4 separate regions of the Mus musculus genome follow, and all the other regions are linked to region 1. A link is a contact called in public HiChIP or PLAC-seq data. All regions are on one chromosome and are shown on one strand. Each heading gives the region's core, a stretch centred on a gene start, on an enhancer-like site or on the middle of the called end of the contact. The rest is flanking DNA. Distances are from core to core; before and after follow the strand shown. Region 1 has its middle 38 kb from the start of Gm34581. Region 2 has its middle 150 kb from the start of Gm40418. Region 3 overlaps Gm40419 (a long non-coding RNA gene). Region 4 has its middle 29 kb from the start of Gm34523.

What was found. HiChIP or PLAC-seq counts read pairs in DNA pulled down with a chosen protein or histone mark.
Region 2: an H3K4me3 HiChIP or PLAC-seq map of embryonic forebrain shows a contact between it and region 1, with 5 times the contacts expected there. The contact joins two enhancer-like sites. A contact is called at or near these places in 1 of 15 datasets of contacts at CTCF or cohesin (the NIH/3T3 cell line), 3 of 484 Hi-C or Micro-C datasets (cortical neurons and cranial neural crest) and 3 of 115 datasets of contacts at active chromatin or transcription factors (embryonic basal ganglia, embryonic forebrain and forebrain).
Region 3: a contact with region 1 is called in an H3K4me3 HiChIP or PLAC-seq map of embryonic forebrain, with 6 times the contacts expected there. The contact joins two enhancer-like sites. A contact is called at or near these places in 1 of 15 datasets of contacts at CTCF or cohesin (the NIH/3T3 cell line), 3 of 484 Hi-C or Micro-C datasets (cerebral cortex and cortical neurons) and 1 of 115 datasets of contacts at active chromatin or transcription factors (embryonic forebrain).
Region 4: an H3K4me3 HiChIP or PLAC-seq map of embryonic forebrain shows a contact between it and region 1, with 5 times the contacts expected there. The contact joins two enhancer-like sites. A contact is called at or near these places in 4 of 484 Hi-C or Micro-C datasets (cerebral cortex, forebrain and neural progenitor cells), 4 of 115 datasets of contacts at active chromatin or transcription factors (astrocytes, embryonic forebrain, forebrain and 1 more) and 2 of 9 other capture datasets (embryonic tail and embryonic trunk).

Annotation. Positions count from the first base shown.
Region 1 is chr12:50,939,441-50,946,398 of GRCm38.p6, forward strand. No RefSeq gene overlaps it. Among named protein-coding and RNA genes, the nearest start is that of Gm34581, 38 kb to the right of the region's middle. Within about 2 kb of position 4,396, at least 42 of the 459 cell types and tissues checked have an H3K27ac peak or open chromatin away from gene starts, as enhancers often do. A contact at or near this core is called in cortical neurons, embryonic forebrain and forebrain, where this site is marked.
Region 2 is chr12:49,971,284-49,978,241 of GRCm38.p6, forward strand. No RefSeq gene overlaps it. Among named protein-coding and RNA genes, the nearest start is that of Gm40418, 150 kb to the right of the region's middle. Within about 2 kb of position 4,503, at least 14 of the 459 cell types and tissues checked have an H3K27ac peak or open chromatin away from gene starts, as enhancers often do. A contact at or near this core is called in embryonic forebrain, where this site is marked.
Region 3 is chr12:50,078,690-50,085,647 of GRCm38.p6, forward strand. The region is part of intron 2 of Gm40419 (a long non-coding RNA gene); the gene reads right to left. Among named protein-coding and RNA genes, the nearest start is that of Gm40418, 38 kb to the right of the region's middle. Within about 2 kb of position 2,647, at least 14 of the 459 cell types and tissues checked have an H3K27ac peak or open chromatin away from gene starts, as enhancers often do. A contact at or near this core is called in cortical neurons and embryonic forebrain, where this site is marked.
Region 4 is chr12:50,189,336-50,196,293 of GRCm38.p6, forward strand. No RefSeq gene overlaps it. Among named protein-coding and RNA genes, the nearest start is that of Gm34523, 29 kb to the right of the region's middle. Within about 2 kb of position 2,581, at least 12 of the 459 cell types and tissues checked have an H3K27ac peak or open chromatin away from gene starts, as enhancers often do. A contact at or near this core is called in embryonic forebrain and forebrain, where this site is marked.

The sequences.
Region 1 (6,958 bases), core at 3,146-5,645:
TTTTTTGGGGGGGGGGGGGAAATAAAGTGTTTGGTTAGAGAACAGCAACATGGGACTCACGCTGTGGCTTCTGGAGTAAGAAGGACTCGATGACTATGCAGGCAAAAGACAGTGCTAAATGGTAATACACAGACTGAACACATCCTAGTTTTTCTTCATACTAATATCAAGCAGCTAGGAGAACATGACAAAGCCAAAATCCTAGTCTGTAAAACCTGAACCTCTTCTAGGGTCACACAGTGTCTAATATGTACCCCATAATCTTCTATCCACATTTGAGTTGTCAGAGAGAATTAGACAAAAGAGCAAATTAACTCAAGACACATCTTTCCAGCTCTCCTTTGGACCAGCTGCAGGCACTTAAGAATGCCAATAGTACAAATTAATGACTTGCCTATATCTATACAATGGTATTACTCCTGTTGACTCAAACTATGAAATATAAGAGTTTCTATCCACACATACATGTATATGTACTGAGACACTACACTCAAACTTTCTACTGTCTTTCCTGACAGCACCCCCACCTCATACCACAGGCTCACTCAGTCTTTTGATTTTCCTTCTCTCCCTAGAACAGAGCTTCAGAGGGTGTCAAACACAGACCTGGTTCTTGGGCAATTGAGGGAGTCAGGCTGAGCTAACTAAGACAGATCTTATGCTTTAAATATGCTCTTCATGGTAGGATTCAAAGGACTATTAATTCTGTAGATGTGAGGTATGCAAAAACATTGTCGAGGAGCCCAAACACAAAATGATACAACACAGGTAAGCAAAGACCGGAAGAGACTGGCACACAGGCGCCAGCCTGCCAGACCCACCCTCACTCCAACTCCCTGTCTCTGTCTTCTAGCAGAGGCCTAGGACCCACGAAATGGTGTGTTTCACTGAGTCTCTGGCAGGCCCGCTGTGACTCAATCTGTGAAGAAAGACTTGTGCTGGCAGGTAAGAGCAACTGATGCCACGGACCATTCACACTAAGTGACCCCGTGCCTCCAGCCTACCTGCTAGGACAAAGATTAAGACAGGAATCAGGACTTAGAGACTTTCCCTTTCCTTTCTATCACCCCACAAAAACTTTGAAAATAATAACAATGTAATCCTGCTTTCTTTGGGCTTCTGATCCTTTGACTTCTTGTCTCAACATTTTTTTCTCCCTTCATTTATAAAAACAGACACTGAAGGAAGTGTGCACTGCGGCACAGTCTAATTAATCGGCCCAGTCAGGCTGGATCTCAGGGATTCTTTGAGAGACTTGCTTCCCTCTCCTGAGGGCAGCTACGTGTGTACCTCTGCGTGTGTGTGTGTGTGTGTGTGTGTGTGTGTGTGTGTGTGCGCGCGCGCGCGCGCGCGCGCGCGAACCCCCAAGAGCTTATTTGCAGAGGCGCTTCTGTTACCTCTTGCAATTTGAGACTTAAGTGGTCCTTAATATTAAAGGAGGACTTTTGGAAGCTAGAAAGAAATGACCTAGTCACTGCCTTTTCTAGGTAGGCTGTGAACTTTGGTGTTCCAGCAGGGAGCTCAGACCTGTACCTGGCTCTCTCATCTCTCAGGATCAGATACTTCCCTTAATAATCATGGAGGCATTTCTATATTCTTAAGGCTCAGGTAAAGACTTAAAATTTGAATCATTCCTCTGGGTATATAATGCTAATATAGGAATGGAAATTTAACGTTTAATTTTTTTTCTCAAAACATAATTAGATTATTTTCTCCTTTTAGAAAAAAAAATCCAATTTTAGTAGGCTAGCACTTGTGTTAGTAATTGAAAAATAACACTTTTATAGTTTCCTACTCCTAAGTGATGAGCCTTCCTGTTTACTCTCTGTAATGATCTGTTGGAGTAGTAGTACAAAACTGGGTCAAAATTAGGCAACCCAATGAATTACTCTTTGCTATTCATTTTTTATGTCCCTTCCAGGAGGTAACCAGTTCTGAGGACCTTCCTGGAGATGAGGTTTTATTGGGGGAGGGTGGGGGTGAGCTATGCTTCTAGATACAGAAAGCAGGAGACTATCAAAGCCTCTGTTGAATACTTGTTTTCAAAAGCACTGGGTGTATGAAATTATTCTCACTGGATATCAAGTCAAAGGAAAACAGCCCCTTGTTGAATTTTGTCTTCACATCTGACTTACAGCACAGGCTGTGTGTTCAGTTTCTAGACTCTACCAAGCCTACCCCTGACATTTTCTCCTGTAGCACTATGATTCAGTTCGGATGGTGGTTGTCTATAACTGGCCCTTTGTGACCATGTCGCTAGAATGGGCAACCCTCTGAAAACAAGGCAACACAATCTCTTTATTGTCTTTGAATGATCAGTATATTACATCTCTGCTCCACAACCCATGCCCCGGTATCTATAGGTGAGCTTGATCTAGAATCTGCCACTGCAGAAGGCACACAGAACTTAGAGAGTTAGCAACCTGATGTGAGAAAACGAGAAGCACCCACTTCCAGGTGTGATGCTCTGTTGGGAACCTTGCTTCCATGGACAGAGGAGGCTACTGACACTTGAGGGCAAAGTGGGGACAACCTTGTGCAACGTGACTTGAGGAAAGTTCTGATTTGAAAACTTAAAGTCCTAGGGAATGACTAAAAAGTGGACCAAATGAAGCCAATAGATCAGGAAGAATGCTGTCTTCATTCAACAAATAAGAAAGATGTCTGCAAGATGGTGAGGCTTATGAGAAAGCAGGAAAGCAAACAAAAGACCTGAGAGTTATTTATGTAAAGTCAATAAACAAGATACTTTCCTTCACCAGAAAAAAAATTGTAATCCACATTTAGAAAAAAAAAAAAAAAAGAATGCTGTTTAAAAAGACCAGTTGTTTTATTTGTAAACAAGCAATTAAGCAAAAACAAACCAAGGAAGATTTTTTTTTCCTTTCTTAGCACTTTCTTATTCCAAAGTTAGTGGAGTGCTAGATTTCTAAACTTTATTTACTAAATAATCACACAGAGCTTGAATTCAAATGTTTTTAACCTAGATTTTTGAGACTTACATGTCGTCAGATACAAGTCAAGAACAGAATACAATATAGAGCATTTTCTTTACTGCATTAGTTTATTTATGGAGGGGGGTCTGTACGGCCATACATGTGTGGTAGTCAGAAACCAGGTTCAGGTCTTTGACCATATGAGTTCCAGGGATTGAGTTCCCGTCATCCAGGTTGACAGCGAGCACAGTTACACTCAGAGTCACCCCCTTGTTCAGAAATGTGCAGTTGCATAGCATCATGGGAAGAATTTAAAGCTCACATCCCCTTGGCATGCTCATAACAACCGTAAGCACATTACCAATTATTTGTCAACTTCAGTTCTTAGCCTGTAGAAAAAAAGCCAAAGCATAGAATTAGCGTGAGAACTAAGTAGTAGAAATGTCTGTGGACTCTATGACACCAGAGTGACGGCTTGGAACTCTCATTATTGTCTTTGTAGTAGAGGAGATGTTGCGTGGTATTTGAGTATTCATTTTGTTTTCCATTTTTATCTTTTTCATTTTTCAGTATTATGTGATTGGCAAATAATAAAAGACAAACATTTATTGAATAGGAGAATGAATAAAAATATTTTGCCTTGACCATTACCATTATAATAGGCTTTTGACTTTGAGTTGCTCAGTTACAGATGGTACATGGCTTTTTGAAATGTTTGAGCTTTCTGTCTTGGTAGCATATCAAATGGTCCACCCTTGCTGGATCAAGCTTAGTGTCTCAAGCAGCAGCTTGTTCTGATCAAAATAATGTATAGCCAACCTACAGACAAATACGGCAGCATGCATTGAGTCTAGCCCTATCTACTAGGATGTACGTAAGCTTAAGGAGCCTACTTTCCAAATATTCTAAATACCAGGTAAGAATGTGAAAGAGTACGACGTGCATCTCTTTAAGTAAAACAAACATAATATGCTCACACTTTCACCTTCCACAAAACATGAGCTTGGAATCACAGAGTGTGTTCTTCCTAGAATCACTGCATCCAGACGTCCAGACATCCCATTCCCCTCACTTCCCTAAGTTTTCACCTCTGTGTAGTGCACACAGACATATGGACAGATCAACAACAGCCCTGAAGGGAGCTGCAGCCACCCAGCATGTACATTTTGCAGTTCCTTCAACCTGTTTCCCATCCTGCCCATCCCCTACGCAAATCAGGTTTGAATGCCCAAGCTTGTCACCTGGTATACAAAAATGCAGTCTAACACTGTATTTATTAGCAAACCCTTTCCCTTATGTTTAATTTATTGTTACGGTTTTTAAATGTACAAACAGTTATACCAGTTTTATACACAAAACCACAGGTACCGTTTTGTATCTGTCAAAATTCCAGCAGCCTGTGGCGAGAGACAGTTGAATAGATGTCCTGTGCTGCCACCTAGTGCTTTGGTGAAGATGTGGCCGTGTTCACGCCTCGGGAAACCAGGAAACAAAGGCGCACATCGTATGGAATAGCTACTCAAGAGCATTAGCAAACAGATGCACGTATGATCCTTGGACCATATTCCCCGCAACCACGCAACCTAGCTTGTTTTCACACAATAGCCGCTTACATCCCTGCTCTTCGCTGGCAAAACTCCGGCCTTCTAGCCTGGGGGCACCTGGTTTAAATCCAAACTGACTGGGCAAGCAAACCCGCTCTCAGTTCTGAGCCTCTTTCTACAGCTCCCATCTGGCCAAGGTTTCCTTGGCAAGTCTCTTTCTCCTGGAGGGACAGTTTGATCTGAATGTCTGGCCTATTACTTCAATTTGGATAGAAGGTATAAAGGAGTCAGACAGCTTTAAAAAAAAATCATTATCTTTAAAATTGACTAAAACAGCAGCCATCTTCTTTGCAGCGTCCAAAAGTGAAGCTTCTGAATTCCTTTCAGCGCCCAGGGTTTGTATCACCGGTTAGACCCTAGGTCTGCCTCTGTGTTCCTCCCCTTATTGCTGCCCGAGTCCCCGAAACACCATTCTTCTCCTCAATTAATAAATTAGCATGTTGCACTTACACAAACAGTATTTTTAAAAGTGCTATATTAGGCACTGGTTAGTGGGTGGATAAAGGAAAAGAAAATAGCCTTTCAGTGTGTCTGTGGATCACCACCTCCTGTCTCTTAGCCTACACTATCCCTTTTCTCTTCAGACCTTCTAAAACCCTGGACCCACTGACCCTTTCACCGTATTGATTCTCTTTCTTTACCTATATGTATGACTCCTATTGTAAGAATATTAGTACTTCACTTAAACCTTTCGACACCCCTCCTTCCAGTAAATTTCTTTTTCCCTGTTTTATCCCAATGCAGTAAATTCACCAAGCCCATATGCTATTGTCTAAATGTGCAGATTAGAGCCAGTCTTTCTACTAGAGCCCAGGAACTGTGTGCCAGGGCTGGGTAGTGCTTCTTTGCCTGACTTCTGAAGGCTCTGACACTAGAAGTTCTCTAAGATCCAACCGTTCTGGCAGTCCGTGTCTCCAGTCATTCACCACTTAGCCTGTAAGGAACTTCACTCTGGTAAATCCTCTTTACCCTCCTGGAAATCATCACTTCGCCATGGCTCTTAACTGAATTTCTTACCACTTGTTTGTTTCTATTTGTCAAATGCTCCATTGTTTTCCATCCTTCGTGTTTTGCTTTTTTAACATGAACTTCATCTGCATTTGATTTTTATATGTTTAACTTTATAAATACTTTTACCTACCCATCCTTTGGACTATCCAGGCTTTGTGATGGTGGTGATTTTGACAGCAATGGCATGAGTGGTTCACAGGTTACCCCTTCTTCAACAACAAAGCCAAATCATCCATGTCTCCAGTGTTTTTCTAACCATTTTCCAACCCCATGACACATTCAGCAAAATGGTTGTTGGTTGTAGCCATATATGTTAGGGTAACAAACCCTGTGTTCGTGATTCTCACCTCTGAACTTCGCCCATGCCAGATCTGTCCATGGCTATCAGAAGCACCAGGACACTGAGATTTCAATGATGCTGAGCTACATGGACTCATTAGGTTTATATGTATATAACCCTCCTCCAATCTTTTTCTACATATTCAGCCAGTAGAAAATATGTTTAAGTCCTGATTGCTTTATACCAGGATTGTAAAGTTCCTTTGGCTTCTAATTCAACTCTTATACCCATTCATATATAAAAAAAAAAAAAGAAACATGGCTAGTCTTTCAGACACTTTGCTCTTATGCAACTCACCTATAAAAACCCACAAGCACATCTATTGATTCTCTCTATCTTGTTTATATCATTTCTACGTGTGTGTGCTTATAGATTCTATACTAGACCCTACTCCAACTCCATCTGAGCTCTCCTACTTGTTCTCTGACATGTCCCATGTTTTAGTCCACTCCATCTTTCTGGCATTTCTTGTAAAGGAATATTTTGCACAGAGCATTTCTTGCCCTCTGAATTCTCATTCATACTTTCTAAAAACTAAGCCTTACTAACCTCTTAAAATGCACATAGAGAAACTACAGACAAGACTCAGCTGATCAGAGACTACAGACAAGACTACAGACATCAAGACTACAGACATCAGAGACTACAGACAAGACTCAGCTGATCAGGTGCTTTCTATGAAAGCATGAGGGCCTGAGTTCAGATTCCTACACCCACATAAAAAGCCAGGTACTATGGCAAAGTGGCAGAGTCTAAATGTCACGACACAGATGCCACTTTGAGGTGAGCTGCTGAGGGTGACACAAAAGCTCTCAGGAGAGTTCTATGGGGGCAGCACCTGGTACATTCACATGTCTTACGCTGTTGATGAATCATAGGCAGTAGATGGTGATCTCAATGAAGACGTCATTAGATACATAAGTAACTGATGCCTCTGACAAGATCTTCTGCCCACACTAAATAAAATAGATGGATATTTAGCCTACTAAATAATAACTTGAGTTGCCTGATCCTGCTGTATCTAACATGGACCAAATTTCACTGTGAGTATTCCTGGCCTCCAAATT
Region 2 (6,958 bases), core at 3,253-5,752, 970 kb before region 1:
TTTGTATCACTTCGACATAAAATAGGCAGAAAACAAGCATACACTTGACTACAATGACTCATCACCTATGTCAACAGACCTTCCCGTTCTTGTAAGAGTTATCTATAAGAACTTACACGGTGAAGTTCTCCAGATAAATTCCTATAAGAAGCTAAAATATGACTCTTTTCAATATTGGGTTTTAATCCAGACATAATAAGGATAGTGACAATAATAAGAAAACACTCTCTACCAATTGCAATTCTGATATACCTTATAAAACTGTTTTGAGAAAACATCATCCTAAGCATTTCACCAAGGAGGCATAGAGTTAAACTAACTCAAATGCCTTGTACTCTAAAATAGAATTAGTGACTTTTGTTATTTATCAGTACAAAATATTGATCCATAATCTCTACACATATATGGGTGCAGGATTATATGTTAGGAGTCCCAAATATCAAGGATCTTCTTATACTTGTTACAATGGAAAATTTTGATTATCTCGGTATATTTGACACTGGGAATTAGACTCATCTTGGGCTAAGCATACAGAAGTGGAGGTAAATGAAAAGCTGCCTCCGAGAAGGCGATATTATAAATGAATACGGATATGGGGTTATGCCCATTCAGAGTTCACAGGGTATTTCTGCAATACAATGATTTGGGAAAACTTTGTGCAAAATAGCCTATTATCAAATAGAGAGTGAATGTTTTAATTTTTTAATTGAACTTTACTTATTTATGACTGTATTGCTTTGCTCTGCGCCACATGCTCATCTGATACTTGTTGAGGTAGGAAGAGAAAATTGGATCCCCTGGACCTGAAATTAGAGATTATGAGATAGGAATCAAACTGTGTTCTGTTAGAAGACCAGCAAGTGGTCTTAGCCAATGACCCATCTTTCTAGCCCCTGAAGTTATGTATGTATGTATGTATGTATGTATGTATGTATTTATTTATTTATTTATTTATTTTTGGTTTGTTTTTTTAGAGACAGGATTTCTCTGTATAGCCCTGGCTGTCCTGGAACTCACTCTGTAGACCAGGCTGGCCTCGAACTCAGAAATCCACCTGCCTCTGCCTCCCAAGTGCTGGGATTAAAGGCGTGCATCACCACTGCCCGGAGTTAATTTTTTAATGATAATCTTAAAAAGAAAAAGCAGTCTTAAAAAGAGATGAAGAATCACATTTTCATCAAATGAATTATATTGTCAAAATTGATAAAGATAGTAGAGATATAAGAAAGATTTCACTAAACTTAAGACTACTTATTTGAATAGCATCAACATCTGTATCATAAGATATTATATACTCATATTATTGCTTCAAAAATAAAGAATAGAAGAATAATTGTCACACAGTTAAAATTCATAAATTAAAAATAATTATATATGGTAATGCCTATTTAAGCTGATTTAATTCCAAATTTACTTTTTTTTTTAATTTGAAGTTAAAGGTACATCTTAGTCTATACCAAATTATGAATAAACGAATCATAAGGAGTAAAGCTTCTTGTTGAAATCAGAAACTATAAAACAATAACCACACTGTGTCTTTTCTCTTGTATGTCTCTTATTGAGTAATTCCTAAGTAATCAATCTGGATACATTTTTATATTCATGATATGCAAGCCCCAATTGATTCCAGTTATCTTCTAAATCAACTCAAAGTTATGAAGAACATCCTTAGACTGTGTGACTTGTCAACTAACATGGATGGAAGCCCCAAAGGATTAGTGGGTATATATGACTCTATGTAAAAACACATTAGCCAAAGAGCTAACATCACTTTACATCAAAGAATGAGCCACATATGCCTTCATTGTGATTATACTTTGACATACAAAAACACTGAGCAGATAATTCATCAGAATATTAGTATCTTGACATTTTAAGGGTCATTTTAGGCCCTTTAATTCAAATTTCTCCCGAGTACCCATAATTTCTTTATGCTTTGATTCTACTAACCCCTTATTTTAATATCCATATTAGATGGCCAATTTTGAATTTTGATTTTTAAAATTTCATCTGAATTACATACAGAAAAGATGAACGGAAAAAGAGAATGCTAGTATATAAGACTGGTACAATGATGAGTAGTGTTAAAAAATGTGGACAGGGAAATTTGTAGTACTTTGACACACAAGGAGGAAAATATCTAAAGACCAACAAAATGACTGGCACCTAGAATAAAATAGAGTGAGTATACTAGAAAAGAAATCCCTCACCCACAATCAACCCATTCCTCTTTAATTAGGTAGCATCAGTAAAGAGTTATTTCAAAATGAGAAATACAGGATATTGAATGTGCTTGTGGTAGACATCTGAAGTCTACAACCTGTATTTCGATGGTGTTTCCTGAAACATGGCTGAGCTGATGTTCATGGTGTCACGGCCCCATCGTGAAGCTTCATCATGAAGCAGAGGCACGTGGAACAGTATTTGCATTAACACACTCCTTCTGAAATGAATTTGAAAGAGTTTCTGAGTTGTCCTGGAAAAAAAAAAAAAAAAGCAGCCTCCCACAGCTGGCTTCTCTATTTTTGGCTTCTCCTATCCCTGTTTTCATGGCAGCTGAGAAATATTAATGTGAGAAAAGTATCTTTATTTTAGTCTTTGAAAAATAACTCAACAGAAAACCCTGCAACTTTATCGGTATAGGGGAAGAGTCAGGAACACAATGTGGAAGAACATTATTGGACCAACCCTTAGAAAAGAGAAAGCCACATAAAAAGATATATATTTACTACATACTAGTTTCTATAGCATATGCTATTTACATACAATGCTTAGCAAACATATTTTACCTAAGTGTAAAATGTCCCTCAGGAATAATTATATAAAATGAGTGTGTGATCAATCACATACATTTAAAAGGCATTTTGGAAAATATTACTTTAATCTATTACATTTCAACAGAAACAAATGATTAGCAAATTTCTTTGAAAATAAGAAAAAGATGTAGTTTTTCTCCTGCCCTTTCTTTGGAACCATTCATACATATAAAGTCACATGTTTCATGCTATTTTTCCCCTTTTTACAAAAAGTATCATCTATCATATCTTGTTCAGCAAATTGGCAATGACAAAACCAAACCAAAAACAAACAACAGCAAAAAAAAGAAGAAAAAATCCAAACCCTGGCCCTGTATACTGAAAGATCTGAACCTCATTGAAGAGTAACAGCAAGTTACTTGCACTTTATTGATGTAGTCAGATCATATGGCGAGTCATTTCCAGACCTATCGATAAACTCATTGATTCTTCTCATTCTTGTAGTCACTGGACTATAGAGAAAAGGATCAGTAGCCATTTGACCTTCATTGTGTATTAAACAAACACCAGATGGCAAGGATTCATTGAGGAAATCCATTCTTTCTTCTTCATAGCCGTGTTCACACTGTTGCTTCCCACTGAGCCTTTATCTCTATTTGTCATGGTGCCAGAACTGCCTGCATAGCACCTTTCATGCATCACAGCTTTCAAATCTTGTCCCATTAGTTTCATTTTGTTTCCATCATAAATAATCTCCCACTTTCTCATACACTCTTTCATTATCTAATAATGGGCTGGGTCAGCCTACAAAGGAGCCAAGCATTAAAGGGTTAGTGAGTACAGTTTGTCCACTTGGTTTCTGTCCAGTGTGTGAACTATTTATTAAATGGACAAATTTGTACAGCTTTTAAAAGAGAAGACTTAAAGAATACAAACATCCTTATCCTACTAACAAGTTGGCTGGAACTCTAGACATAGAAAAATGAGGACATTTGAATCTCAAATTGGAAACTTAAAGCACCATTCCCCATGAGCATGGACCTAATTCAGCCTAATTATTTCTAGAAACACACAAAAGCAAATACCCTAGCCTCTGAAAAATTCCATCACTATTTCTCTTCTTGGCCATTCCTTAGACTCAATTGGACATCTGCCAGCTGGCTACTAGATGTGTTGTAATGCTGGCTAGCCATGACAAGTCAAGTCACTCAATTCGAAGGGTGTTATCCTGTGAGTAAATTTCACAAAGTCCAGCAAAGGAGACCTTCTTTTCTTTTCTTTTCTTTTCTTTTCTTTTCTTTTCTTTTCTTTTCTTTTCTTTTCTTTTCTTTTCTTTTCTTCTCTTCTCTTCTCTTCTCTTCTCTTCTCTTCTCTTCTCTTCTCTTCTCTTCTCTTCTCTTTTCTTTTCTTTTCTTCTCTTTTCTTTTCTTTTCTTTTCTTTTCTTCTTTTTTTTGTGACTGTTATATGAGACAAAATGAGAATTCTTATATGTTGTGTAGGAGTTATACTATAAGATTTAGCACAAGGAGGATTCCCTGAATTCCAACTGAGTGGACTTTCAATATTCATAGAAACTTAACTGTTAGGCAAATAGAGTATGGGAGCAGCTGGAATCAGACTCTCTCCTTACTCAAGGAAATGTTAGGAAGTTTAGAATTAGTGAGCAGGATGCTGAGGAGATGCCGGTGCTGAGTGAAGTCATTACAGTCCATTCCTCCTAAAAGGCAGCCAATTATCAAGGGATAATTGGCCTGATAATGAGCATTCAGACTGGTCAAGAGGGCCCTCTGAGGCCACAGCACCCTTTCCCTCAGAAGGTCACCCTCTGTGCCAAGCATTTGTATAAATGAAAAGTAGGAATCTCAGGGTTCAATTTATTTTGGAATTAAGGAATGAAAGAAAAAAATCTATTTGTTAAAATAATGTGAAACACTTCAGCTATTTAGATTCTCTTTCATCTTTTCCTTTAATATGAAACATTTCTATTATATGAGTATTTTAACTGTATTACAAAGGTACATACAATGGGCACTCATGATTTTTATGTCCATGATAGAGCCAATTTAATAATTTGGAATTTGAAATACATATTAAACGCAAGTTAACTCATAACACTTCTATACACAATTACTCCATTATTCACAGTTATTTGTTAACAATGAATTCATCCCTCTATGGCTTTATATTTAAGTAAACACTTTCTGTCCAGCGCTAAATGGTACCTCTTCTATCTGTCAACTGTCTACTTCATCTTTGTCGCTTCCCAGGACTTTCCCAGGTACCCAGAGTGTTTCCTCATTCAGGACCTCTTGCTCATCCACACCAGTTCAAGTTACTATTGATTAGTGATTATCGCTCATTGTCATCAGTCTTTATGAGGGCAGACACGTTTTTAGCATGTGTAGCATTATATCCCAGAATAGCATCTAGCACACAACAATTGCTCAATAAAGAAGCATTGCAGAAAAGACCGCACAATAATCGTAGGGGTTTCCTCAGTCAGCATTGATTGTGAGAGGTCATATATGTATGAAGACTTCGGAATGGTGTCTGCTCAGCTAATCCCACCCATTTAATACTTTCTTCTCTGTGTCATCAGCTAGATAGATCTATCCTAGAAAAAAAGGCAAAGTGCAATCTTGGGGATGGGACTGTCCTAAAACAACAGCAGCAAACATATCAAACAACAATAATCAAAACAATCAAAATCAGGTGGAAAGAAAGAAAGCACTGAAAGCTCCCAGAAGGAATTATCAGGTAGGTGTGACCAGCTGGGTCATTTGTGTTGCAGGGAACAGGCAATGTCTTTAATAGTAGAACTCCTGATTGACGAAAATCTGAAAAGTAAAGGTGAAGTAACTCATGGTACGTTGTTTCCTCCCACTGTCTGTAAACTGCATATTAGAATGTGAGCATTTCTTCTCTACTTGAAGCTCAAATCACAACAGTTGTGTCAAACTTCACTTCAAGCTCTGCTCTATTTCTTGCAACAGTGACAAATCTGCCTTACATTTTCATTTAGCCTCTGCTGACCTTATGACCTGAAGTTCCTGAGTTGCTTACTATAGAAACTCCACTGTAAAGGAAATAACAATTTCCTACTGTCTCTTTAGATATTGCAATCATAGTGGTAAATATATAAGGAATAATTTGTGTTCCTTTTTAACTTTTGTGATTTTATAGCACTTTGATTTATTGCAGCTCACAGTTTTAACATCCTACAAAATGAAATAGTTAAGTTGACCCATTACATCAAAACATTAGACATATAATGCATTAAATTTATTATTGGAAAATTGAAAGACAGGAGAGAATGCCTCTCAGATGGACATATACATTTAACTTGCCACAAACAACTACCCCCACAATGGTGGTAAAGTTATTGCAATCAATGACCTCACAGTGACATAATTTAAATTATGTAGGGGACATAGGGGACATAGCAGTTATCATGTAATCCAGGGTTCATAGTGTCATGAGCTCTACCATTGGTAATACCCAGAAGCATGTCATTGTCCTAAAAACAAAACCGTGAACTAACGTTCTTCCCTCTGTTTTACAATGTGAACCCAGAGAAACATTAATGTTTTCAGCATTACAATGTTTTTTTCCATTTATAAGCTATCAGTCCGGATCAGATTCTTTATAACATTATTGGAGCCACTTTCCCACCATATCTGAACAAAATGTTTAACAAAGAGAGGCCCATTGGACACGCAAACTTTATATGCCCCAGTACAGGGGAATGCCAGGGCCAAAAAATGGGAATGGGTGGGTAGGGAAGTTGGGGGGAGGGTATGGGGGACTTTTGGGATAGCATTCTAAATGTAATTGAGGAAAATACATAATATATATATATATATATATATATGAAAAGGCAAAAAAAAACAAAACAAAACAAAACAACAACAACAACAAAAAAAAAAACAATGGAACAAGTGACCCTGTATAGTAAAGGCTTCTTGCTAGATGACACATTATAGTATGCAGTTTCTTTCACTTAAAAAAAAAATCAACCAATAAAAAACAAAAAACAAAACACAAAAACAAAAACAGAAAAACCAAAAACATTTTTGATAGCATACATAGACTGATCCAAAGCCCCCCAGCATATATACAGCAGAGGACTGCCCGCTCTGGACTCAGTGAGAGAAGATGCACCTAACCCTTGAGAGACTTGAGGCCCAGGGAGTGGGGAGGC
Region 3 (6,958 bases), core at 1,397-3,896, 860 kb before region 1:
ATGGAGAAAGTGGAGAAATAGTGGCACACGCCTTTACTCCAAGCATTTGGAAGGAAGAGGCAGGTGGATTTCTGTGAGTTTGAGGCCAGCCTGGTCTACAGAGTGAGTTCCAGGACATTCAAGACTACACAGGGAATCCCTGTCTCAGAAAACCAAACCAAACCAAACAAAACCAAACAAAACAAAACAAGTCCACAACTACAAGAACAAAAGAAATGGAGAGATTTCCTACTAGTAAATTAGAACATTTGAAAGCTCTAGAACAAATAAAAGATATCACATACAGATGGGGTAGAAGTCAAGAAATTTTCAAACTCGGGACTGAAACCAATAAATAGAAACAAAAGACCTAACAAAACCAATCAAAAGCACCACTGCATAGGTTCTTTGAGAAATTCAGTAATATTTACAAACTACTACCCAAATTAATATAATTACAGATGAAAGGGGCCCTAACGACAGATCCAGAGAATCCAGGGAGTCACAAAGACATACTTTAAAAACCTGTACTCAATTGAAATGGAAAATCTTAAAGATGGATAATTTTTTCAATACCTACCACTTAGATAGATAGCTATTGAAAATCTTTTCTACATACTTAATACCTACCACAACAAAGTTAAATCAAGATCAGATAAGCAATTTAAACAGATTTTTTTTTTAGACAGGCTTAGCCTGGCCTCGAACTCAGAGATCCACCTGCCTCTGCCTCCCAAGTGCTGTGATTAAAGGGGTGTACCACCACTGCCCGGCTTAAACAGAATTTTAACCATTAATGAACCAGAAAAAAAGAAAAACAGCTCAGGGCCAGATTGTTTTAGCACAGAATTCTACCAAACTTTTGAAGAAGAGTTAAGGTCAAATATTCCTATTCTACAAAACAGAAATGGAAGTAACGTTGTTCAATAGGGACTCTGATAATCAAACCTCATAAAGACACAACAAAGGAAGAGAATTACAAACAAGATTTCCTATGAACATTGAAATAAAAATTCTGGAATCCAAGAACAGATTAAAAAGATCCTCCACCATGATTAAGTTGCTTCATCACAGAGATCCTTACGAAGTTTTGCCTTGAGCTTGTTGGTTCTCCTGGACTATGAGAATTCTCCCAACTACTCAAGTACTTTTCATGAGAAGGTGGCTCCCTGATTCTGCAGTGTAACTACTGCTTATTCATTGAATATTAAGGCAAAGATCTTCACATCTCCTATTTCAGTGTGAAAGTTGAAACTATTCCAACAACTTTTACTAATATATGAAAAATAGACAATCTGAATTATAATAAAACAAAAATTATGGGACATTTAAAACACTAGGTTAGATTATGTTATTAGTTTAACTGTAATAATTCAACTTGGGTTCAGGTTAAAAAACAAATTTAGAGATTAACTTACAAAAAATTAATAAAGATCCAAGCCTACTGACACAATTTTTAAATCCAGTCACCCAGAAAGTAGAGACATGAAAATCAGGAGTCTGAGGTCAGCTAGCCTTGACTATATTGGGAGTTAAGGCAGCAAAGAAGAATTTCTAAAGAAAAAAGTTTATAAAAATCCCAAAATATTAAATTAAACAAAGTATAAGTGAATAAAATGATTTAAATTACCGTATCAATTGTTTGCTTGTGTAGATGCTGTCAGAATATTTCAAAGTGTTTGGGAATAGCTTTTTTTTTTTAACTTTATTTATTTTACAGTTTTATTCACATTTCCTAGCCTGGTAGCCCTTTCATCATAGATCTGTGAGAGACTGGTTTTGATGTAATTAAAAAAAAAAAAAACAAGCAGAGCTGTTATTTTTCATTACAGACAAAAGAAATTCTCAATTGATTTTCAAAATCAGATCATTAAAAAGAAACCAATTAAAAATACATTGCTTGTATGTAGAGAAGTATCTTTATATAATCCAAAATCAGATATATCCTATAGATAACAAATTATAGTAAGAGCTATACAAATTTATATATGGCTGTTAATATATGTAAATTGATGTATGCATAAATATGCATGTAGATGTGCATATAGAGAGCTATATATTTTTATGGTTTAACATTAGATACCCGTCATTTTTGCTTTCCTGGAAAATTTTTCCAATATAAAAATGCATTATTTGAACATAAGTAAAATACAGGGTATCTAGTACTCTGAAAACCAATTATCCTGGGAAAAACCATTCAACTGTCTTTTGTGAGCAATGCCATAGAAAAACTATCACCCTATAGAAACAGCCCATCATTATACCACTATAGAAAATGTACTTGTTAGGATGCATATTTACAAAATATAAAAATATCACAATCTGGCAGCTTTCTTTGGGTATCAGAGAAAAAGAAGAAAAAGGTCTTTGTCCTGTGTGACCAGCCACGTATTCTAATCTCCTAGACCATATCTTTCTTTAATGGGAAGGTGAAATGAGAGCATTGTCCTTGTTACTTAGTAAAATAGACAGAACAAAGAGAGCACAGATAATAGCCCTGAGTATCAACATTTATGTTTGAACAGAAAGCTTTGAGGCAGGCTGTGATTTTGATACACTGTGCAAAGTGACTTGTTTTCTGTTGTGAATAACTGAAGTAATAAACAGAGTGTTCCTGCTGACTCTGAGAGCGGTGCTACCTTCTCGCTTGGTTGTAAAAAAAGCGCGTCAGTTACGAACGCACTCCGCTCATATGTGTTTGCTAACTCGGTTCCATGGATGCTGCTGCCTGGAATGATCACTTTGAATTGAAATATGTTTAACTGCAGTTAAAGTTTTAAAACAGCAGTGTTTTTCAGGCAAGGTGAACACATGACAACAGTAATTCCGCAGTTGTAAATTTCTTAAGTTAATAGTTGTATGTTAAAACAGCATCAAGCACCAGCCCAACTTTAGTATTTTTGCATTAAACATGAACTAGGTTATAATTTCGACATATGACATCTCATTTCAAAAATTATTTTTTCATAGGCAGTTATTTATACTCTGAAACATTTTAATTTCTTGAATTAAAGGATGCAATGTAGGTAAAGATATTCCTATATTTTCAAGTTCTCTTTTGATTGGTAAGGGACAGTGCAGGCCCATCTGTTTTGCAGCAAAGAAAGCCCCAAACCATCTGTGTAGAGCCACATGCCAGCTAAAACACAGGGATATGCACAGTTTTTTTGTTATGAAAAATTTTGCAGAATTTTTTCTGTATTAGTGTGAATAAATTAGCAACAACTAAATTAAAGAAATCTTTGGAGAACATATTAACTTTCTAGTGCCTACACTAAATTATATCTATTTAGAATTTATGGAGCTGGTATTGTCCCCATATGAATTTTTCCTTACTGTTTTGAATTTTATACTGAAAATTCATCACTGTCTACAAGTAAACAGCTTCATTGTTAATAACGTAAGGTGATTTTTGTAAAACTGATTTTGATTGGGCAATTCGTTAGTGTTCGAATTTTAATAATTCTTGGGAGATATTCATAGTAATATAGTTAAAAATCTATATACATTGCACTATTTTCACAATATCTAGTAAATGTGACTACATTATGACATATTCTAAAAAATACTTTTGGCTTTTTTTTTTCAGTAACTCTGATAAACTATTTTTGGATTCAGCCAGAGTAATTTGAATCAATTGCTGTCTTTTTGGGAGCAAATAAGCATATTGAGTGATAAATTTAACATTAATCATTTTTCATAATTATATGGTTCTGAACAATTATATTAATATACTTAAAGTGCCTCTAGCTTGAAAATACATTATAGCGCATCCAATAATGGGCTTTTTGCCTAAGCAAAGTTACCATCTGAGCCCCTTTTTCCAAAAAATCAGAGAATCATATACAGGCTGATAATCTTTCCAAACATTTGAAATATCAAATTTTATGATCTTCTAGAAAGTCTTTTATCTTCAGTCTACATTAGTTTGTGTATGATTGCTATTTGATGCGTTAGGAAATTGCAAACAGAAGAGCCATGTGAACGCATATTAGCTCCTAACACAGAGTAAGTACCGATGAGATATGTTACTCTCCGGGGGAGACCTTTTCTGCTACGTTTTACATTGGTGTTGAAAATGCTTATTATCTGTTTAAAAAACATTAAAAGCTTTAAATTCAAGCAGCTCGTTTTTCATTTTGTTAATTGCATAACATACTAATGCTGTACTAGGTTGTTTTTTTCAGGGGTATAATGATGCAACAATATTTACATACCAACTCTGGTTTTCCTTTAATGGTTTCTATAACAAGATCATAATTTCCTTTAGTGTAATCACTGGCAGATTTATTTGGCGTCCCATTTTCCCTCTGCTCTGGCTTTGGGGCCTGGGAGAGAGAGCATATTACTGCCTTTCCCTGTACCATTAAGAACACTGTGTGATTGCTAGAGCCCTATGCTACAGTCATGTTTAGAAAGCTTCTAAATTCGGTGTCAGTGAAAATCAATCGATTCCTATAAACTCTGCCCCTCCCCCCCAAATTAACAAATTTGCTTAGCCATCACAATTTGCAGTAGGGACTTGACTATATGACATGGGAGGGGGGAGGGAAATAACACCGAAGAATGTCAGTTACTTCATAAGAAAATTTCCTAAAAGGATGATCGAGCTGTTAGAGGTATGGGGTGTTGTTTGTTTTTGTTTTGTTTTTACACAGTACACTATTAATCTAAATGTTGATGCTAAAAACTGTGGCTCTAACACAGAATACTACACTTCTGTCTGAGAAGTCCTGCTGTCCTGCCGGCTCCCATCACAATAAAAACCCTCTTTGGGCTCTACGCACATCACCCAGCATTGTGAACTCATATTCTGAGTTGTTCATTTCCCCACAAAAAACATTGATAAAGTGTTAGGTAGGGCTTCTCTGGCTACTTTGCTCAACATACATGCCTTGGGAGCAGATGAAAACATTGTAATACAACATTCCGAATTTAGTCCCATTTGTCCTGCATAGAGAAACAGGATTAACAACAACAACAACAACTACTAAAAATTCTCAAGCTGTCTCCTAAATGAAGCCATTTTGAGAGAAAAATAGCATTAATCAGACCAATATGGATCTTTGTAGCTTTTTCTTTGAATACCGATGTGGGAGGTAACTTTGCAACCCTCTCATTGTGTTTCAGAGAGCTGGTGAAAAGTCTAAACTCTTTTCTGTCAACTACCTAGTGATCTGTTTTAAACCACAGCAACAGCAGAATTTTAAAAAGAGAAACTTCTCATATGATGAGTCTGGGCAAAGTAGGGATGCTCTGCCTGACCAGAGCACAGTCCCTGAGTTAGTTATAAGGTCACTCAATCTTATAAGCTAAATGAAAGGACTAAGTGAAAGGGTACGCAGATAAGATATACATAAAATGGCTCCTTAATGTTCTGGGGAACACGTGTCTGTGCACCCCCCCCCCAGTGTAGAGCCAAGCTGGTTTCAATCCTGTATGAGCTCTCTAGTGGCTAACTCAAGGCTCTTAGTTCATCTGGAACACCCTGTTTCCAGTGTGAGGAACAGTTAGAGGCATGACTCAAAACTATGGCATCATCTTGATGGAAAGCCCTTTGCACATTAAAAGCCAGCGTAATTATTCCTTGCAAACAGTAAATGAGTAACATTTTACTATTTTATTAAAATGTCCTTACAATAATTTAAACTCGATGCAGGATTATTTAAATTAACAAGGGAAGCAAAATAAACACTTAACTTTGTAGCACACCACAATTAAAAGCTATAATCTAAATGACAGGCAATTAGTTTTCTCTTTAAAGAGACTGTTTTCCAGACACTATGTGTAGTAGCTTTATTACAGCTACTCTTCAAAAAGGCCATTTGGTTCTGAGAGGTTTTCTTCTTTCTGCCTTTAATCTGCTCAAAAAGTGTCAAACTTCCCTGCTCCAATACCTGCACAGTGAAGACTCTCTTTTCTTTGATAGTGTATGTCTGCTTATTAAAGTCTTCAAGACACTCTAGACTTAGGCAAACACTGTCCAAATGTACCATATTTAGCTTCAAGCTCAAAATCTCCCGAGCTGTCAGTTTAGGTGTTAAAGAGACCATTTGTAAAGCTTGGCTGGGAATTGCCATTATTGACTGGAATGTGTGTTTATCATTACATTCGATGATGAAAGTGGAGCGTGTAGCATATGAGTAAATGTCAGCAGATGTTTCTTCTAAGTGGCCTGGTTTCAACCTCCTGTTGTTTGTCTTGAATACAAATATTAAAAAAGGGAAAAAGGCAGAATTTTTATGACATAAGTGCAAGGGTAGTTAGATTTTTTGAAAAACAACAAAAATAATGGCTAGAATATCAGACTGATAGCATAAAGTGGAATTAAGAGTTAGTTGGCTGTGCTCAGCTAAGGGTTTTTAAACAGCTCTAGCAAAAAGAGAAACCGTGTCTACCATTATGTGTTTAGAGAAAGATTAAATCTCATGGATTCTTGTGTTTGGCAGCTATTAAAGCTTTTTTGCTCACTAGTCATTGAGTGTGATTATTTTCTGAGGTAATTGAGCATGGGTCAGGGTCTTAAACCTTTACTAGTTGTCAAGAGCATAGGATAGACACACTCATTAGCAATGGAGCCTGGTAAGTTCTAGCTCTTACTTTGAAAGGTAGTGGTTAAGCACAGAAAACATACCATATACCACAGGGAGGGCAGGTAATGTACGTTCGGTGGATTAGAAAGGAAATAAATAATTTAAGTGGAAAGATGCTGCCTTTGTTAATTCTATGGTAATTTTGGGGGGGGGGACGTAATAAATTTAGTGTCTTCCTATGGTTCTTGGGTTGTAAATATTTAGATGTCCTTTGAAGAGGTATAAAATGACTACAGACAAATTTGGAGGGTGGCATTCAGAACAAGAAGTGTAACTTTTGAAACTGGGCACTCGTCTAGCACAACTCTCAAACATGATTGGTCTAAAATACTTCAGAGAAATTTTTCAGATATAATACATCTCCAAACTATTCTGATTTTGTCACC
Region 4 (6,958 bases), core at 1,331-3,830, 750 kb before region 1:
CATATTTAACATATCAGGCTACTTGAACCATCCACAAGTAAACTATTATGATCCTAGCAAAAGTGAAACATTTTAAAAAGATGTTAGCAAACACAAAAGTGAAGCATTGTGAATGAATTCAAAAGAAAGATCTCCTATGAAAAATAGATCCTTTGTGTATATTTAAATTTAAAAAGGATTGCATATAACTTTACAGGTTTTCTCTTGCTTACTATTTTTCTTTATCCATATCTTGACTGAGGCACTCATTGCCTCTCTACCTTAGACACAATATTTAAAAGCCTTTGACAGAACTGAAGCTGTGAAATGCTTTCCCAGAGTGATGCTGTTGATTTTGACAACAAAATAATGATTTGGTCATCATGTATTATTTGAATGTGTGTTTAGATTTCCAGACAGAATGATTCTTACAGAAAAATAAATAAATAACAGAGGAATTCGCTTTTACACCTTACGGTATCTCTATCTCTTGTGTAGTATTGTTTACCTTACCATAGATTTTTAAATGGAGATGCCTCGACTTAATTTTATGCATTTCAATATATGTTCACCTAGATAACCTATTTGAGTTTTGTTGTTGTTGTGTGTTTGAATTTTCTTGAACAGTTAAATCTGGTAGTAACATTTTCTGGTTCCAGCAGGTGAGTGAACTAATTTAAGCTAATTTATGGGTTAAAACACTGACATATGGGAAAGCCACTTTTTCTTCAATGTGAATTCAACAAAGGCCTCACCACATCCTGCACAGAATGTATTTAAGACAAATACAACATTTAATGTTAGTTTTCAATTGAGACCAAAATACATAATACATACTATAGTTAGAAATGTTAAAATGAGGTCTTCTTTGTGTTCTTGGATCCTAACATGTGGAGAGAATGGGAGTTTGTTTTAATACTTAAACAGCCTTAATAGGAGCCCTAGTCTGACTTGGATTTCACAGAGCTGTTTACAGGAGAGGAAAGTGTGCACTACATTTTAATTATTGCAGAAACTAGGGTCATCTCGGCAAACATTTAATGTTACACTTATGCCTCTTTTTCATTTAACTGTGACCTTTATTTATATTTGGAAACCATATTGCTGAGGAGTAAATCATAAAATGTGAGACTATACTTTAGGTCATTTCTTAATCAGTTTTTTGTTTCCAAAAGCGTAGTCTGAAGGGAACAGAATATTGGCACACTGAAAGGTATTGTGCAGGAAATCTTTAAATGATAGAACTGATAACACTGGATCAGGTTCCAAAATAATATTTAAATAATTGACACTTTAGATAGTAAATAAATTTAAATTATCAGATATTTGGAGTGAAAATCTCCTAAAGGTTTATATTGGCAATAATAAAAGACAAGCATACATGAAAGCAAATTTACATGCATAATATGTTTCTTATATCTATTTTGTATAACTAAAATAAATAGCAAATGATTTCAGAGGTAAATAAGCATCTTTATGCTTATTTAGTAAAAGGAACAAGTTTAAGCACTAAGTAGCATTTTGCATACATACCATAAAATACAAAATAGCACGTGCTTTCTGTTTACGTTGGTTACCAATCTTGATGTTCAAGGGAAGAGTGTGTAAAGTTAACAAGCAATTATTATTTGGCAAATTAGTACTCAACCACCATAAGTAAATAGGAAGCTTGAAACCTATCTGTTATACAGCTTCTTTAATTTGCATAGCACACTGGTGTGTTTGCTTTGCAAATACTTTGCAATGAATCATCATTTGTACTATACAGTCCAAAGAAAAGCAATCAAAATTCACAGCAAGACAATGAAATTAATTATAACTGTTGAATTCTGTGGTGGTAATTCCTCCTCATGCAGGAAGATTAATTGCATTGCACTTTCCTTGCACTCCACTAAATGATCTGATGAATGTATAATCATTTACAGATTTCTCAAATGCTGAAAATTGATTACCTTTGATTAGCTCTGATCTGCACAAAGAGCTCTGACAGAGTATCAGTGAAACATTACAACATTACAGACAAAGTAACAAATGATTTAATTACCAGTGTGCTTATTAATGTTAGATTCCCTGCAGTGATCCTGGCAAATCAGAGGCCTGTAATAGACCTGTGGGTTTCACTGAATTCCATTAGGGTTTAAATAATATTTCTCACTATTTCTCAAATCTTTCTTTTCATGGCTCCTTAATAACTCTAATTAATTTTAATTTGCACAAAAAAATCCACAGCATCTTTAGAAACTTTTAATTAGCTATAAAATAAAACTCTTCTCCTCCCAGGAAGACATATATGATCATCTTTGGAGTAGCCTCCCCAGTAAGTTCTCATTAATAGAAGTTAGCTCTCTGTGATAGTACCACATGTAATTCTCCAGCAAATGTTCAATTGTGCATGTGGCACAACTCTCGTCTTCTAGCTGCAAACAAAACAAGGTTTGTTTTATAAGACCAAAGTTAAGGAACAGTATGGTAAAATGTTTGCACGGAGTGTGGTAAGCACCGTCAGGGCACTTGTATTCTATCATTTGGTGACAATGCATGGCTTGCAACCATTCTGAGGACTATATAGCACAGGAGACGAACTGATTAAGAAACCCCAAGTGTATGCTGAAAGGAATAGAGTATGCAAGAGAACACTGGCCTAGTTAGACACAGAATGTAATGAATAATGTTGGCACAAACAAATCAAGCCCATCTAAACGAATATGAGAGAACATTCAGATCATTTTGGATTGGCAGCTTCTAGGGCTTTCCCCAATTTGATGCCATTATATATGACATTAGATTATTGTGAGGCAGTGACAATAAAAGCCCAGATGATCAGAGGAGTCAAACAGAGCAGCTTAAATTAAAATATGTGTCTACAAGTGTTTCCAGGCAAAGATAAATTAGAGGCTAGGCAATTAAAAGGTTGTTTAGAACAGAAATGCTGATATACAGACAACTTTACAATAATATTTCTTCACAGTGGCTTTGCAGTTCTGCAGCGATGAGGCAAAGGCGCAGGTGTTTCTGGGTGGCATTTCAAAGCCACTAGCTGAAAAACTTAAGATGTGGGACGCACAGCCCCTCATGCTGATGAATATGTTCATTATGCTCAGCGCTGTCAGCAGCAAAGCTATCCATCACAGTGCAACAGCAGAGAGTCGGGAGTCTCTTTTTGTGGAGAAATATTGAAGTCAGATTGTTGATGTCAGAAGTCAAAGTAGAGTTCAGCTATCTGTTTTATGAATCTGCCTGAGACACATTGTGCCTGTGCGCAAACTGATATCTAGCAGAGCTCATTTCAGTAAACGTGTGATTTAGAAGTCAGAAAAACATTCGTACAAACGAACTCAGAGCAGGCAGAGGCTGTGGCACGCATACATAGTTTTTACATTTTAATATGACACCGTTTGGTACTGTTTATCATCTGAAATCCAAACCATATCAACTCTCTAGCTACGCTATTTAAGATCTGTGTACTCTGAAAAAAAAAAAAAATACTCACACAATGAGAAACTATATGAAAGCCCTGCCTCCGCTACACAGGGAATGGCCTTGTTGGACTTGGCTCTGCTTTTATTTTCTTCTTCAAAATGAACCACAAATAATTGGTGAGTTCACTTGACTTTCAGTACAAAAATAGACCCTCTATGGGGTAAAAAATTCAATGAGTATTTACTGGTCCTACACTGAAGCACTTTGAGAAACCGTACTTGGAAGCATGCATCAGATAGCAGAACTGGTCCTCTCTCCTCCCTCTCTCCCTCTCTCCTCCCTCTCTCCCTCTCTCCCTCTCTCCCTCTCTCCTCCCTCTCTCCCTCCTCTCTCCCTCTCTTCTCTCCCTCTCTCCAACTCTCCCTCTCAATATTACTCACTGTATCTGATTATATACCATATGTGTAACCTTCATGCTAGACCTTCCTTGCTGAAGTCTTGGTAAACAGGAACACTCAGGACAAAAAAGAACAGATTCTCTACTCTCAGTTAGCTCTTTTGGACCTAATTTCATTCTTGGCTCACCTTAATTCAGAAGAGAGTCACCTTCTTTCTTTTTCAGTAGACTCTGTTTTCATTCATTTGTGATAAAAATGAATGAAATGAAGCTTGTTTGGTTAGTAGATCTAGTCCTTTTTAATAATAGAACTTTTAAAACTGTTTTCAGGGTAGATGGTACAGCATGGAAACTTGTTTTATTTAAATAAATCTTGAGGATCAAAGTGCAGATTGGAAGTGTATTTCTATAATAAGCGAGGGCTTTGTGTCTCCGAGGGAGTGCATGCTTCGAATGCTATTACTCCTGACAGCCTCTCTGCAAATTTGTAGTGTTTAACAAAAAACAAGCACATTTTTTTCAGTTCAAGCAAGGAAGACTCTTTTATTTTTTGCTGATTTCACCCCTCTTTCTCTTAGCTAGCAGGCCTCAGGGCAGATGATGTCATGATCAGCATCTGCACAGGGGAGACAGAAAGCCTTTAATGAATTGCAAACTTTATTCTATCAAAATACTCTGTCCCAGAGCTTTTTGCCTCCAAATGAGGAAAAGAAAGAAAGAAAGAAAGAAAGAAAGAAAGAAAGAAAGAAAGAAAAGAAAAGAAAAGAAAAGAAAAGAAAAGAAAAGAAAAGAAAAGAAAAGAAAAGAAAAGAAAAGAGAAGAAAGAAAAAACATACAAATATCATGTTGAGAGCTTCAGGAATGCCTAAGATCTCAGGAGATCAAAAATGTTAACTGTTTTTTAAAGCAAGGGGGAACTAAGCAACATATACAGAAATCAATAACAGGGATTATTTTTACCCTAATTTGGTTCAGTGATGCCAGATGTAGAGTAAAGATCTGTGTCTGGAAGGGTCAAGAGTTTGAGTCAAAACTCAACTTCAAGTTAATTGGCTGGTGTTTGCAACGACATAAATTGAAGAGACATAATTTGCCTCTGGTGGAAAGGATCCTTGTTCTTCAGTGTCTATATAAATATCTTCAAAGAAGTCATCTTTTATCTTTCATAATGACAATAAATAGAAAGCAAAAGCAATCGTGAGAGAGCCCATTAGAACAAAAAGGAAATTGCAAGATAAAACAAAATCAAATTGAAGATGTGACTTTATTCAAACAAGATGTATACTTGAACCCAGGGTTGGTTAGTAAATCTTAGTTTCACCTGCCTAATTGAACAGATATATGGACGTTCAGTGCATTTAAGTAAGCATGGTTCTATGTACCAGTTTTATATTTTGAACTATACGCTGGAAAACTATGCAAATTAATAGGCTGTTTTCTTGAATTTCATTTTTATTGTTATTTTTATTCAACTGGAAGCTTCTTTGGAACCCTAGACAGGATGATTGCTTTTAAACCCTCTTTTCAGGGGGTAGGAAGGAGCCATTTGAAATATGGATAATGTCTGTCAAGAGTAAATAATCTACAGACAAGAAAAAGGCACCATATGGAATTCACTAGACACTAACTCTCTTGTCCACCCAAATTATACCAGTGCCCACATAATGAAAAGACATTGCAGGGGCTGGGTTGTATGCCTTCCAGGCAGAGCTCCACAGCCAGCAATTAGTTTATATAGTCAGAGGCCAAAAAACCTTATTGTCTTACTGGCTGTATAATTATCTGTTATGATGAACTGTGATTCTAAGAACTATTGTCTTAAACTTGGATCTGTGTATGGATTAGTTGTCTGGCTGAGACCCAAGAATGGACCTTCCCTTAGTGTCTCTGCCTGAGTGATTTCTCTGGTCTCTTCCTGGCTGGGTAAAACAGAGACTGTTTCTGCATGATTTCTTTGGTTGATGAGAAGCAATTATGCCTTAAATGAAGTCATTCATGTCTGCCATTTTGTTTGCATATTTTCCAGTGTTCACCTGTTATTAAACCTGTCTTTAAACTGTGAGCGAGCTTCAAGTAGACTTTTGTGTATAACACAGTTCGGTAATCAGAGGAAAACAAAATAGATAAAATGTTTTCTGCACAAATCACTCAAGCAAGAAATCTAATAAAGTGATTAAAATCTAAAATAGCATTTAAGAATTTCCTGGGAATTTTTATTTCTTGGACCTACCCCACCCCCATCCACATTCTATGGAAGATGGCAACTGTCTTAGCTGTTTCAGTGTGAAAGTTATTACCCCACTGTTAACTAACAGGAGAGAAAAAACACACAGGAAAGAGGGAGTCTTAATATAGCTTATCATTATTGTCAAAATAGTTGGTGCAGTTCTTTACAATGATATATTGACATTTGCACAAAAGACTGCAAGAAGGAATTATGTAAAACTAGTTATATTTATGAATGAGTTCATTATAAATTATGAATTACATATTTAAAGGTCATATAACATAAGAGGCTTGCTAATTAAAAGTGTATTCTATTGAAATTGCAATCACCAAAAGTCATTCAGGGCTGGATCAGTCAACAAACAAACCTAAACTACCAGTTTTTCTAAGTCACTGTTTCCTTCCATAGATGAAGCCTTCGTAAATAACTTAACTATTTCTTGACTTTGGAGTTGGTTCTCCACGGTGAGTTATTTGCTGCATATTGTTTATTGGCAGTTATCCTTTCATGGGCACATTTAATTTTAAACTAATCACACTAGGAGAACCAGAAATGTGCCGGATAGTTTTTCCAATAGTAAATACAAAAAGAAATGCAGTTATGTAAATTGAAAATCAAGTTGAAATTATGGTTTGTTAAATAATTTCGTACTAATTCACTTGTAAAAGACAGAAAAGGCAATACAGTCACAGCAAGTAATTTAGGTTTTAAATTTTACTTTGCTCAATTCCTTAAAAAATCCAGCTGTCAATGTGTATTTGATTCTGAGTTCCAGTCAAATAAGAGAAGGGTTGCTGGAGATTTAAAATGCATCACCACTGAGCAGAAAGTCTCCTCTACCCACACCCCAGAGAAGCCTCATGCTAAGGTGACCTCTGCTGTCTGAAGGAAAGGTTTGCACAAAGCAATCCCTCCTTTAGGATCCTCAAAAATCC